3 separate regions of the Mus musculus genome follow, and regions 1 and 2 are each linked to region 3. The links are chromatin contacts, called in public Hi-C maps. All regions are on one chromosome and are shown on one strand. The core of a region is the stretch at or near the end of the contact, and the rest is flanking DNA. Distances in the headings are between cores, read along the strand shown. Region 1 has its middle 55 kb from the start of Gm41416. Region 2 has its middle 190 kb from the start of Gm41416. Region 3 has its middle 19 kb from the start of Gm52234.

What was found. Hi-C and Micro-C count contacts between places; a contact is called where the count stands out from the background.
Region 1: a Hi-C map of cerebral cortex shows a contact between it and region 3, with 3 times the contacts expected there. The contact joins two enhancer-like sites. A contact is called at or near these places in 6 of 484 Hi-C or Micro-C datasets (cerebellar granule neurons, cerebellum, cerebral cortex and 3 more) and 2 of 115 datasets of contacts at active chromatin or transcription factors (SST interneurons and embryonic basal ganglia).
Region 2: a contact with region 3 is called in a Hi-C map of cortical neurons, with 2.4 times the contacts expected there. The contact joins two enhancer-like sites. A contact is called at or near these places in 2 of 15 datasets of contacts at CTCF or cohesin (both in embryonic stem cells), 29 of 484 Hi-C or Micro-C datasets (the AtT-20 cell line, cerebral cortex, cortical neurons and 3 more) and 2 of 115 datasets of contacts at active chromatin or transcription factors (embryonic stem cells and neural progenitor cells).

What each region holds. Positions count from the first base shown.
Region 1 is chr16:5,536,559-5,540,986 of GRCm38.p6, forward strand. No RefSeq gene overlaps it. Among named protein-coding and RNA genes, the nearest start is that of Gm41416, 55 kb to the left of the region's middle. Within about 2 kb of position 2,468, at least 12 of the 459 cell types and tissues checked have an H3K27ac peak or open chromatin away from gene starts, as enhancers often do. A contact at or near this core is called in cerebral cortex and cortical neurons, where this site is marked.
Region 2 is chr16:5,667,111-5,671,662 of GRCm38.p6, forward strand. No RefSeq gene overlaps it. Among named protein-coding and RNA genes, the nearest start is that of Gm41416, 190 kb to the left of the region's middle. Within about 2 kb of position 1,866, at least 9 of the 459 cell types and tissues checked have an H3K27ac peak or open chromatin away from gene starts, as enhancers often do. A contact at or near this core is called in cortical neurons, where this site is marked.
Region 3 is chr16:5,924,799-5,928,794 of GRCm38.p6, forward strand. It overlaps a transcript of Rbfox1 not described here. Among named protein-coding and RNA genes, the nearest start is that of Gm52234, 19 kb to the right of the region's middle. Within about 2 kb of position 2,418, at least 31 of the 459 cell types and tissues checked have an H3K27ac peak or open chromatin away from gene starts, as enhancers often do. A contact at or near this core is called in cerebral cortex and cortical neurons, where this site is marked.

The DNA of each region.
Region 1 (4,428 bases), core at 1,218-3,717, 390 kb before region 3:
GCACTGGAGTGCCATTGTCTGACTGGCACTTCAGAGAGTTCCGGGGACTTGGAGGAATCCTTGCCCCTCTTGGGAAATGGCGGTGCTGTAGGGTCACTGCTCAGTCCCCCGGGCTTCTGGGCGAGCCGTGCCTCTCATTGCTAACACACCTTTCAGAGCCCCCAGCTTTGCGGAGCACTGCTGCACGCACGAGATAAAAGCATTAGGAACAGAAGGACAAAGCAGATACTCGAGGCGCGGAGACCCGGCAGCATCAAATCTGCCCCTTCAAATGCCACACATGATTTTGTGCACACTGTTCTGATTAAAGCAAGCCAGGCTCGTGGGGGGAGGGGCTCCAGTCTGCTGTCCTGGTGACCATCCTTGCAGTTGCTGTCTTACCTCTGCCTGATAAAAGGGTAAACCCATTTAGCCATCCCCCTGAACCTCTGAGGATGTCTATGCCCAGTGGAGACATGTTCAGATTGATAGGTTTTCACGACTAGCAGTGTTAGACTGTAAAGCAGTCTTTCTCTGACAGTGTAGGTAAGAATTATCACTCAGTAAATGCTTGCTACTGGTGTAAACAATCAATCCTATTGATTAGCAATTCCACAGAAGCCCTGCCCCATCCCCTGCCCCATCCCCAGTCTTCCTACTGTAACCCCAGCAATCACCTCTCTTTCCGGTGCTGATGCTAAAGAGACTGAGTCGTTCGGGATCTTCATGCAAATGAGCCCTTTCACGCTGTGGGATTTGCCCTTATCTTCCATAGGGGACTTCTTCCCACAGGCATCACTAGCCTCTGTTAACTGCTGAGTGACACTTAGTGGCAGAATTGGATTACGCCCTCTAGTGATCTACTCATGCTTTTGTAGGGCTGTGACCAAGTGAGCAATCTGACAAAAAAGAATGTCTGGGAGCCAAACATTGGCTCATTGTTTCAGAGGGTTTCCGTCATGGCTGGGTTCGCCCTAAGGCAGGAAAGATCTGTAGCAGACAGGAAGCAGAGAGTAGCCAGAAACTGCGGCTGACTTCCTGAAACAATGCTATGGGGGTGGGGTGGGGGGGGAGGAGGCTTTCCACACGTAACTCCTCCTACTGCAGGAGGCAAAATACCTGCTGAGAAGCAGTCTGAGCTGGGGAGGGTTTATTCTGGCTCAAAGTTCAAGGGATACATCTATCCTGGCAGCCAAGACTTGAGAAGCAGCTGGTCACATGGTTCACAGGGAAAGAACAGCAAATGGGGCAGGACTTAAAATAAAAAGCCAAACAAACAAACAAAAAAACCCTTAAGTTTCTCCCTCTTCTAAGGACTTAACTTTCTCCAGTAAGGCTCCACCTCCTCTATGTTCTACAAGCTTCCAGAACTGCACCACTGCCGGCTGGGGACCAAATGTTCAAGACATAAGGCGTGGGACATTTAGAGTCATTATAGCGCCTTCTAGTGGCTAGGGTGGTTACTGCTGCTAGACTCGCAGGGAAGATGCATTGTTTTAAAGGACTTCAATGAATGAGATCTTTGTTTCAGGACTGAGGGAGTCTTACCTATGCACAGTGCACCTTGGGATTTGTGAGTCAGGCTCTTCCAGAGAGATGAGCATTCTGCGATAACCCTAGGATAAAGAGGAAGAGGATTGCTGTTCTGGGAACCAGAACGTTCCCAGAGCAGACTCCCAGCTCTGCAGCTTTCTGGCTGTGTGAGCTTGCGCCAGCGACTAGGCCTCTCAGTGCATATTCTCCTCAGTAAAGCAGCTGGTGAGGAAGACTGCTATGAGGATGAGTTGGTAAGGTAGAGTCTTAGGAAAGGGCACTGGGAGAGTTAACTCCCTTGTTAAATGAGGCATCACTTACCAATGTAATCTAACACATCTGAGCTGTCTGAGGAGCAAGGCCCCGGGAGTCTACATCTTCTTACCAACCATTACCTTTACTGTTATCAACAACTCTACTCTCATCTGAGCCCCTTAAAGAAAGTGGCTACAGGCTCATTCAGCCTGGCCGGGGCTCTCCCTGTCTCCTCCCCTCTGGCAGAAGCTGCTTTCTTGATGAAATGCAGGGTTCTGAGCTCTGCTACCAGCTACACAGAGCCCACAGGGCCCCGTTTTGCCCTCAGTGCCCCTAATCAGGAGTTCGGTCTGTCCGATCAGAACTTCCCCCTTTCAGACACAGGCAGACTTCTTCCTCTCTGCATTTCAATCTCACAAATCCAGGCCAAATATTGATGTTTGGTAACTACAAATATCACACCAGGCCTTTAATCAAGAGCCGAGCAGGGAGAAGGGAGCAAGCATGCCCTGCACGGGAGGGAGCCCACAGTGCTCAGAATGAGTTTTCTAAGGAATAGACTGACCGACAGGGTGGGAGGGAGCCGGCTCTGAGGTGAGCATGAAATGGTAGGAGCTCCCAGGCTCCTATTCCTGACACAGCGCCCATTGAAGTCATGTTCAGTGCCAGGGTCTGTAGGCGTGAGCTTGCTTTCCAGACAGGGAAATGTGTTTTCATTGTGAGCATCTGATATGCTGTGAGTCTACCCCATTACCAGCAAATGCAGTGAGCAACTCCCATTCTCTGTCATTTAGAATGGCAGGCAGATGCGAATGAGTGACAGCCCCCACCACCCCTTCACGCTAGGGAGGGAAGTCAGCCCTCAGGGGCAGAGGGGAAGTTGGATTCCAGGATTTCACATGGGGGACACAGAGGACAGAATGATCTAGAGTACTGGCCACCACCACATGTTGGCAGTGTAGCTTAGAGTGAGCCTCACCTCCTGGATCCTGCAGGCTTAGAGTGAGCCCCACCCCCTGGATCCTGCAGGCTTAGAGTGATCCCCACCCCGGGATCCTGCAGTTTAAAGTGAGCCTTACCCCGGGATCTTGCAGGTTTAGAGTGACCCCCCCAGGATCCTGCAGGCTTAGAGTGACCCCTACCCTGGGGTCCTGCAGGCTTAGAGTGACCCCCACCCCGGGATCCTGCACTTAAGTTCTCAGCACCAGTCAGTCCTGAGGATCGGCTGCTTTGCAATTCAATTATTTCTCACAACCTTCAGCCTCAGGACCCTGGCACATGCTGTTCTTTTGGTCAAGAATGCTGTTTCTCAAGATGGCTAACCTGGTTGCTTCTTCAGCTGTTTTGTGTGTGGCACTGTGCCAGGAGAGATTGAGGGTGGCAAGCAGACACCAGTGTGATTATTCCCCTCACTTGCTGCCTTTGTGTGCATGTATGTGTGTACTCATGTTCAGGTATGTGCAGGTGCACATGTGTTCACATGCATGTGAAGGCCAAGGAAAACCTCAGGTGCTGTTCCTTAGACACTATCTGCTTCGGTGGAGCTGGGTCCCTCCTTGGCCTGAAGCCTGTCAAGAAGGTTGAACTAGCTAGTCAGAGAGTCCCAGAGATCTGCTTGTCTCTCGTGGCCCTGGGATTGGGTCAAGCAAGCGCCACCACATCCAGATTTTTTACGTGACTCTGGAGGTCAAGTCCATTTCTCAGTGCGGGAAGCACTTCTTCACTGCCTGAGCATCTTCACATCTCGCTGGGCTGCTGTCTGATTCCCACATCTCCATAAAGCGTTCTCAACTACTCTCTCCCAATCCCAAGCACACCCTACAGCCTTCTCCCTACCTCTGCTTGCTTGCTTGCTTGCTTCTTTCCTTCCTTCCTTCCTTCCTTCCTTCCTTCCTTCCTTCCTTCCTTCCTTCCTTCCTTCCCTCCCTCCCTCCCTCCCTCCCTCCTTCCCTTCCCTTCCCTTCCCTTCCCTTCCCTTCCCTTCCCTTCCCTTCCCTTCCCTCCCTCCCTCCCTCCCAGCTTTTTTCACATCATGTACCCCAGTCCCACTAATCTCCCTGTACCCTCATATCCACCCTTTATCCTTGCAAACTGCCCCTCAAATAAATACACACATACATGCACACACCACCACCAGCAGCCACAATAAAAACAAAGCATAGAAAACATCTCATGGAGGCTGTCATGTGTCACAGTGTGTCCTACAGTATGTCCCTTTGTCCACACATCTTCACTTGTGAATGAATGTTCATCGCAATGAGTCATTAGTCTGGTTCGAGATCTCTGGCTGCTGTGACACCATCAACATTGGGTCCTCACTGGGAGTCCTCCTGGTTATCCTGTTGTTGCCCAGTGTCATGGAGATCTTGCAGCTTTGGAAGAGCAGGACCGGCCCTTTCACATATCCCAACCATTTACAGATGATATAGATTTTGGCGTGGGTCATTTCAGAGCCCCGGATCTGGGTCTGGGTGGTAGCTGGTCAGTGTGCTAGCTTTCCTTTACCCCCACCACCAGGGTGAGCTCTCCAGCACTGCTCTGGCTAGGACACGCACTGCTGCCATCAGCAACAGGCAGGGTCAGCTCTCCTGCTCTCCTGCCCTTCGGGCAGGCTCATCCACACCTACACCTCCAGGGCTAGCTCTACTGTTGTCCAGGTGG
Region 2 (4,552 bases), core at 616-3,115, 260 kb before region 3:
ACTTCAAGGTTGGTCTGAGATACATAGTGAGTTCAAGGCCAGCCTGGGCTCATGAGACCCTGGCTCAAAGAATCACAACAAGTAAAGAACAACCAAAACCTTAGCAGGAAGGTGCTAGTGTTTGGAAAGCCCCAGAAACTGCCCTGGTAGCTAGGAATTCATACCGAATGCAATGGAAAATCATGACAAGTTTTAAGTAGGTTCTTGCTTTATCAATGTGCTATGTATAGGGGTATGGGAGAAAAATACAAACACAGGTGGTAGTTTCAGGATGGGAAGTCTAGAAGATTCCATGAGCCTTCATCCTGTCATCCCTGTGAGACTACTTCTAACACATCCCAGGTAAGCACATGAAGGCCAGTTACCTCCCACAGAGGATGGACCATGTTTAATGCCATGTGGACATAGCATGGTGTGCTAATCAATTAGCAAGAAAACCAGAAAACCTATAGAGATAGCAGTGAGCAAACACTAACCCTTGCTACCCTGCTCACTCAGAAATGGCCTCACCAGAGAACATCTTTGCTGTGAAGTTTGTCTTAGCTTCCACATCTCCTGGCTGCTTTTTTCTTTTTCTTTTTTAAATAATCCTCCTTCAAGATAGAGGCCTCGTCTCATGTCCTAGGCTTTATAATAAAGACAAATTTGAAAAGTAATTGATAAAGACTCATTCCTTGTAGAGCAATAAAATTTATCGTGGCTTAACTAATCTGGCCCCACTTGTGCCTGCTGCCTGCCTTCCCAACCATCGGATGACTAATTGATAACTAATTTTCTCAATTTGTTCTCCATTACTTATTGCCACCAAGAAGCGTCTACCTTAGTCTGTGAATCACGGAAACCCCGTGAAGTCCGGTGATGAGTCTTGCCAGGATTCAGCATGGCACATGGGCCAGCCTTTCAGGCAGCCACACTGGTCTCTTCTCACCCACATGGCTAAGACTCGAGGTGTTTAGTCCCTGCCAGGCACAGGCACTGTGAGGGACAATGAACATTCCACCTATATATACCATGTTATCTTAACATGGTAACAACAGAGGTTCAGAGAGGCCAGGGGCCTTTCTGGAGGTCATAGAGCAGTAGAACTTGTAACTTGCCTGTCTGTCTTCCAGGTCTATATTTTGGCCACTATGTTAGTCATACCCGTACCTCCCCAAACTCTTTCCCCTAAGCTGAGAAATGTCAACACCAAGGAAACCTTGCCAGCTATGGAGTGAAGGTGCTCTATCTCCAGATAGCCTGGTCTCATAACGCTGGGTCTCTCTATCCTCTGGTATAGAGTCACGACAACTGATCCTTCTGTGGCTGCTTAGCCCTCAGACCTGCCCACAGCACTGACCTCCTGGGAAAATATCTCCTGAACTTCCTGACACCCAGCTTTATGTGTCTGTTGGGGCCCGAATTCAGCATTCCTGAGTCCAGACACTGCCTGCCTACGTGTGCCTGCTGTGTAGTGGTTCGGGGTAGCGGGAGGCTGAGCCAGGGAAAGGTTCACTCATTACAGATTCCTGAACCCTGCTGTTCACTGGCTTCTTAACAAGTGATGCTATTAGTCTTACATGTTCTCAATTCTTCATTTTCTTTGTGTGTGGGGGAGTTGAAGGCTATATTGTGGTATTTATCCTTGGAATAATGTTGCCATAGTTACCTCCTGACTCTATTATCACAGCAGTCCAGTAATTGAAATAGCAAGGCCCAGAGATGCTCTTGTGAATGTGTGCTGGGCCCACAGGTTGGGCATGCAAAGTGTCTTTTAGATTGGGAAAGAAAGAATACAACTTAGCCTTAGCAATTAACCCTGGAGCATGGCACAGTGGTCCCATCTGCTGATGGAGGTGTTGCTTGGTGAGGTCCAGAGTGAGCCATTTCTGTGGAGGTTTTTTTTTGTTTCACGTTGTTGTACAGTGACACTCGTCGAATGCAAGAATGTAATATCTCCATGGAAACTGAAAATGTTCAAAATTAAGATCCAGGATAGGAAAGCTTCTGAGTATGGTGGTGCTGATGCTCATCACTAATACAGAAAGGAGAAGAAGCAGCTCCAAGGTGTCGGGTGTCACGGGCAACAGGGAATGGGAAATCGGACATCTTGTCTCACTCAGAGCCTTTGCTTTGGGGACATGGTGGAGGAAGGTTAGGGACACACCACTGCCTAGCGCATCTTCATGCTCCATGTTGGGAAAAGTGCTGCTAACTCTTCAGGGAACTTTAACCTTGACTCCGCTTGGATGTTCTGCACATCCAGCAGGGAAGAGCTAGCAGGGTACATGTGAGCAGTGGGTTGCAATGGCAGAAGTCGTCAGCCACAGCTCACTGTGAATGAAGCCCCAGCACTCAGCAAACTCCTTTTGCCTACAGGGCCCCACCTCTACCTACACGGAATGGGGATAGGAGCAGCGTGGGCTGTGTTGAAGGGGTTCTTTCCTCTCTTTCTCTTTCATACCTATCTTTGGCAGCATCTGCATGGTTACCCTCATCTGACATCCTTATGTAAGATGTTAAGGTTTACCTTAGAATATTCAAATTTACCTGCGGTATTCTAGGATAGTCCATGCGATCCTGAGGGTGTCTGTAAACACAAATGCTATTTGCCCACAGTGTGATTCCTTTGTTCTGGTTCACTGGATCCCTGATGCTTCTGCCTTTGAGAGCATGCCTCCCTGTATCTTACTATTGTGGGACACTCAAGGCCACCCACATAACCCTCTTCCACCCAGGTTATGGGCTTTCCCTGAAATGTCACACAGTGGCATCAGGATGTACACAGACTCTTGGGTTTTGATCTGAACCTCAAGCTCAGGGCTTCATTACCAACTTCTGGATCTCACTCCTTTCTCTTTTTAAAAAAACCGTATACACTTGGGGTAGAACTCAGGCCTCCTGCGAGCTAGGCTAACACTGTACCACTGCGCAATGGCCTCAGCATAACTCAATCTGTATTCAGCGATTAAGTAGGAGATGCCCTTGGCCACCACTGTCAAGCACTGATTGTGTCTCTCACTGATTCATTAGTTCCTTCATTCACTGTGTATGTGTGTTGCTGTTAGTGTGTATGTGTGTGTGTGTACATGATTATGTATGTGTGTGTATGTGTGTTGGTGTTAGTGTTTATGTGTGTATGTGTACATGATTATGTATGTGTGTGTATGTGTGTGTGTGTGTGTGTGTGTGTGTGTGTGTACATGATGTGGGTTTATGGTATGCTGCTGAGGGCCAGTGATTGACATCAGTGTCTCCTCAGCCATCCTCCATCTGACTTTTTGAGACAGGATCACTCACTGAACCTGGGGATCACCATTGGCTAGGCTATCTAGTAGCTTCAGGGCTCTGCCTGTTGTCCTGTCCTCAGGTCAGAATTACAGATGTGTTTTAGAGCTCCAAATCCAAATCCTCATGCCTGCATGGCAAGCATGTTGCTCATAGAGACCCCCCCCAACTGTACTCTGGGTCTCTCTTTAGGCAGAAATGAAGCTCTCCTGCCAACTTCCATCACATCTGCCTTTAGAGTGCTGAGGTGATTTCTGCATTCTGATTCTCTTACAAATGTGATGATTGCCCCTTCTCACCAGCAGGTATCTTCTGGTCTGAACCTTGTCCCTTCTAGCAAGGCAAGCATATCTTCTTTGTGTTTACTTATGTATCGTGAATGAGGACTTATGGCTGGGTAACCCCAAAGCAACTGATTTGGAAAGTCTTCATCCAGCATGGGTGATGGTTTTCTTATAGGCTGATAGGTGATACTCTATCCAATGAAACTTCCTTAGTCTATGAACTCTAGCATCTACCAAGATCTGCATTTAATTAGGGCTGGAGGAGTGGCTGGACTCTCAGGTGAGAGTCTATTGACTCTTTCCACATTCTCCTCTGGGTGACTCTCAATAGCTCACTGACCTGCTCCTGACTGACTCTTACAGGCAAGAACAGCTGATCTGATAAAGACTCGTTTTTGCAGAGACCGTGTGCTACAATACTAGAGTGTGCAAAGTTTTATTAGAACAAGTCCCATATCTTTTGAATCCCAGGACCCTGGCCAACTAAGAGAGTTGGGCACTTCAAGCACTAGAGGTAGCTTGGTAAACAAGATAAAACATCTTCCTTTGAGGATCTAACAGTGGAATAAATCAGAAAACAAAAGCAAACACTGCATTCTGCTCCTGTATACAGACACATAGAATTTTAAGCAAGGACTCAAACATAAGTCCTCATATGCTAGAAACAACATCACTCACAATGAGGAGAGGGTGAAATCTGTCCAATTTTCCTTCTGTGGGGATGTGGATAAACAAATTGATGGTGCATCTACACAATAGAATATTATTCAACCAGAAAAAGGAACAAAACATACGTATTCTGTCACATAGGTGAACCTTGAAACCACAAGAGCCAGGTGGTGACATTCATTTGTAACCTAAGCAGCTGGGAGATGGAGACAGGAAGGGCAGTGCAGGAGTTGAGGACCATCCTCAGCTACACAATGAATTCAGAGTTAGCCTGGGCTACAAGAGATGCTATCTCAAGCTAAAGGCAACAACAAAACTGAAAAGCAGAGGAG
Region 3 (3,996 bases), core at 1,168-3,667:
AAGATCAATTTGCTTAACATGTACACACACATTTTTATGCATTCTGGTACATACAATACAATATTGGGATGAGACCATGCCTGAGGGAAAAACATGGAGGCTTCCCTGCCTCCCCTGTAAGTGTGATCCAGGTTTCAGCTCTCTGGAAGGCCTGTGAACTCTGCCCTTTTTGTGCTTTTAACAGAAGCTTCATTATGTATGCATAATTGATGACATCATTGGCCTTTTCCCCTTTCTCAGTGGTATGTGTTAGGGGAGAACTCAAAATTCTAACCCTCTAATCACATGGAATTTCCTCTTAGCAAGCAGCTTCTCTCTGAGGCCCTAGGAGCCCCTGGGCATCAGTAAATCACCTGCACCTGAAAAGACACATGATTTGGAGACACTCTAGGTTTAGACAGTTATGTGGCAAGAAGTTAGAACAAAGACCAAATAGATATTTCATATTATAAGACACTATACCCCAGCCATATGTATATATGTGTATATCCATATCCAAAGACACTTATTTCTTTATCAATCTCTGGGAAGATTTATTTTTAGGAACTGTCTCCTGTGATTCTGAGGTCTGGCAAGTCTGGAAGTGGATTATAGAAAGCCAGCTGGCAGGAAGCTGGTGGAATTTCTCTGATATCATATGAGGACAACTTTCCTTTATCTCCAGGAAATCCATCTTTGCTGTAAAGGCTTTCAGCTCAGAAGACCAGGCTCCTCCCCATTCCTGAAGGTTGTTTGCTTATGTCAAGAGTTCATAGGTGTTGATCACATCCATGAAATGCTGCTTTCACTACAATCATCAAGATGAGCGTTGAACTATCTGGGTGCTATGTCCCAGGCAGTTCACTGAGCACTGAACAGCAGAGTCTTTGAGGTTGCCTCCATGAACTTGGTCTGGTGTGGACAGCAGGAGGGAAGGCAGAGTGGCCATGATCACCCAGGGAGATGCCCACATCCAAAGACTGAATCCCAACTGAGTCTCCCCAGTCAGCCTGCCTTCCTCATGCTGAAGGCAGAAGGGATCAGGGAGATCAATATGGGCTCATTAACACTTAATTTAGACTTTGTAGGCTACAGCATGCCAGAAAGAGAAATGGCAGACATATTACTTGTCAAAGGCATTAGCTATCATTAGCCTGTCCCTTACCTGTCAGGCTCATAATACTTCTCCCAGTACTCAACACTGTCCATACCATGATGCCTAATGACTTCCACCCAGACTCCACATCCTCAACTCTTCCTGTGTGGAGCTCTCATGGCCGGCCGTCTTTCACTCCAAAGTTCACTGTTTATTTCATGTCCAAGTGATTGTGTTCATTTCTAAGCCATTATCATGTGAAGAGTGTTCTGGTCACCAGGGCAACCAGGAGCCTGGAGTGTCCTCACCTCCCCAGTTGAGGAGATATCTCCTTCCTTCTTGGGAGGACTCCAGCTGAGTGTCGATTCCTTCTCTTTATGAGGTCTTTGCAGCCTTAGCTTGCCTAACTTCTATGTACCTCCCTCACTAAGTAAGATCCATTGGGTGCGAAATTTCTTTTTTGGACTCAAAACAGACCTTTTCTAGCACAGCTTACTTTGTGGTTACACAACCTTCTGGTCTCTCATCTGCTAATGTTTTACCTATTGTACACCCCAAACCATTCCTCTCCTTTACTTTGTTTATCATCCCCCATTTTGATATCTAAGAATTCGGAGCATTGGCCAATGTGTCCAGGAGGGGGGGGGGAAACGCAGCATATGTCCAACTCTAACTATAAAGCTACACACTGCTGGAAATGAAGAATTCTGGGAAGATGCCTCTCAACGTTGTTGTCTGGTACTGTTGGAGCACAGTTGGGAGTCTGATGCCATTTTAGTAGATTGCTCCAGAATTGTAAATAGAACCCATGATTCCCTTACTGCAGGAATGCATCATGTCCTACTGTGGCTCTTCCAGGAGCAGGTTCTTGTCTGGAAACAGATGCATGTTTGGATGGAAGTGACTGTAGGTCATCATGCCTGGCCTTGGCTTTGACCTGGTGTTGCCTGGATGCTTCTCTTGCCCTCCACACCCTCTGCCATCCTCTGAGAGGTGGAGGTGGGAGCTCTGATTTATAGGCTGGGGAAAGTAATTGATTCTCACTGCACTGGCTGGCCTTGACCTTGGGCTTATCATTCTGAGTGCATCCTAAGATGGACCACTGGCCTGAGCTTTCAGGGAGGAGTTGGAGGGAAGAGAGAAAGAAAGAGTAGTGCCCACCCCAGTGATCAGCATTCCACCTTTGAGATTCAGTCTCTACTTTCCAAGTGGTCTGAGGGTTGTGGGAACTGGAAAGGAAAGCCTGTCTCCATGGCTTCTCCATTGTGCTATAGAATGGAATGTATCACCCATGCTGTGCACTGTGAGGCGCTTCCAGACTCTCTGAAGGAAACAGTAAAGCAGGACTCCTTCTCTCTTCTGTGCCCACACAGCAGAGGGCCTACAGTGGATGCAGACAGGCTAAGCTGGCTTTCATTCTGCCTTCTGTTCCAGCCTCTGCTCTCTATAGCCAATCACTTGTTTTTCTTAATTTTCAAAGACAATGGTGTCTGATACAGTTTCATTTTGTTAGCAGCAAGAGTGTGCTGGGGAGCAGGGTGTGTGTGTGTGTGTGTGTGTGTGTGGGTGTGGGTGTGGGTGTGTGTGTGCGTAAACACCTGAAAATTGAAGCAGGCACCTGGATAAGAATCTGAGGTTTCATTGAAAATAAACCAGCAGTGGTGCTTGTAGGAGTCTGTGATGCGGATTTTACAAGGCTTAATATTAGACACAATATCAGAGCTTTTTTGACAGAATATGTTGGGAGAGATTTTGTGTTTTGTGAGATGGAGGTTTTTCTTTTTGCCTAAAGCTACAGTCTCTGTGTCCCTGGGGAAGCCCTTCCTCATAGCTGGGGTTGTATTAAAGGATAGAGCTGAAGACCATGTCTGTGACTGCCACTGCAGGAAGGATTTGATTCTTATATAGGAAGAAAAAACTTTCAAAAATGAGAGCTCATTGTCTAGACTGTCTGGACTAGGGGTAGAGCACTGGCATGAAACAGTTAGTCGTCCAAGCCTGCCAGAAACATAAAGCAGGCATTGCAGCCATTTGGCACAAGAGTCAATGTGACTGTTTCACCTTGGGGAGGGTGAGGATGGTGGGCACCAGTGAGATCCCCCAAACTAGCCTTTCTGTGAGTTCCTTTGGGACGGAAACTGGAGACTGTCCCTAGGTATTTTGGGGTTTCTTCTCTCTTTCATCCCTGTTGCTCTTTATGGCCTTCCTTCCATCAGACTGTCTTGCAGTTACTTCTTCTGTCAGTAATGCAAGGAGGAGATGCTGCTCTGTATGGGTCGGAAGCAGTTTTCTCTGTCTTCCCCTTTGCATGACTCAGCATTTCCTGCCAGTGACAAAACATTGGGCAGACACAAATTAAGAGAGGGAGGATTTATGCTGCATTCAGAGGCTGTAAACCTGTTGGGAAGGGATGGCATGGCCTGGGAGAAAGGAGAGAGAAAGGTGAGCTTATACATATGACTTTCATCCCCAGAGCCCATGTGGTGGAAGGAGAGAAGCAATCCCACAGGCACATGTGCCCATTCATATACGCAAATTACGTAAATAGATGTAATAAAAATTAACTATGCACATGAGCACACATGGCTGCATTTGATCCCTTCTTTTCCCCCTTTTATTGCTCCTAGGCCCTCAGCCTGCTGCCCACACTCAGGTCTGCCCTTTGCTCCTCTCTGGGTGCATCTCAGTCCAGTCAAGTTACTAACCGAGGCACCTGCTACCTCTCAGGTTGCATCTGAAGGGAGTAACTAGAATTTAGCACCATCTTCTGGGTGGCTCAGCCACAGCACCTCCAGCTTCTAGCTTTACCCTGTCTGTCTCTGCAAGGACTGGGTGCTTTCTCTGTGCCTGTCACAATGTCTGGCACAAACTACACACTCAATACACAGGTCTGAAAGGTTGGAAAGAGGTAGAGGGAAGGA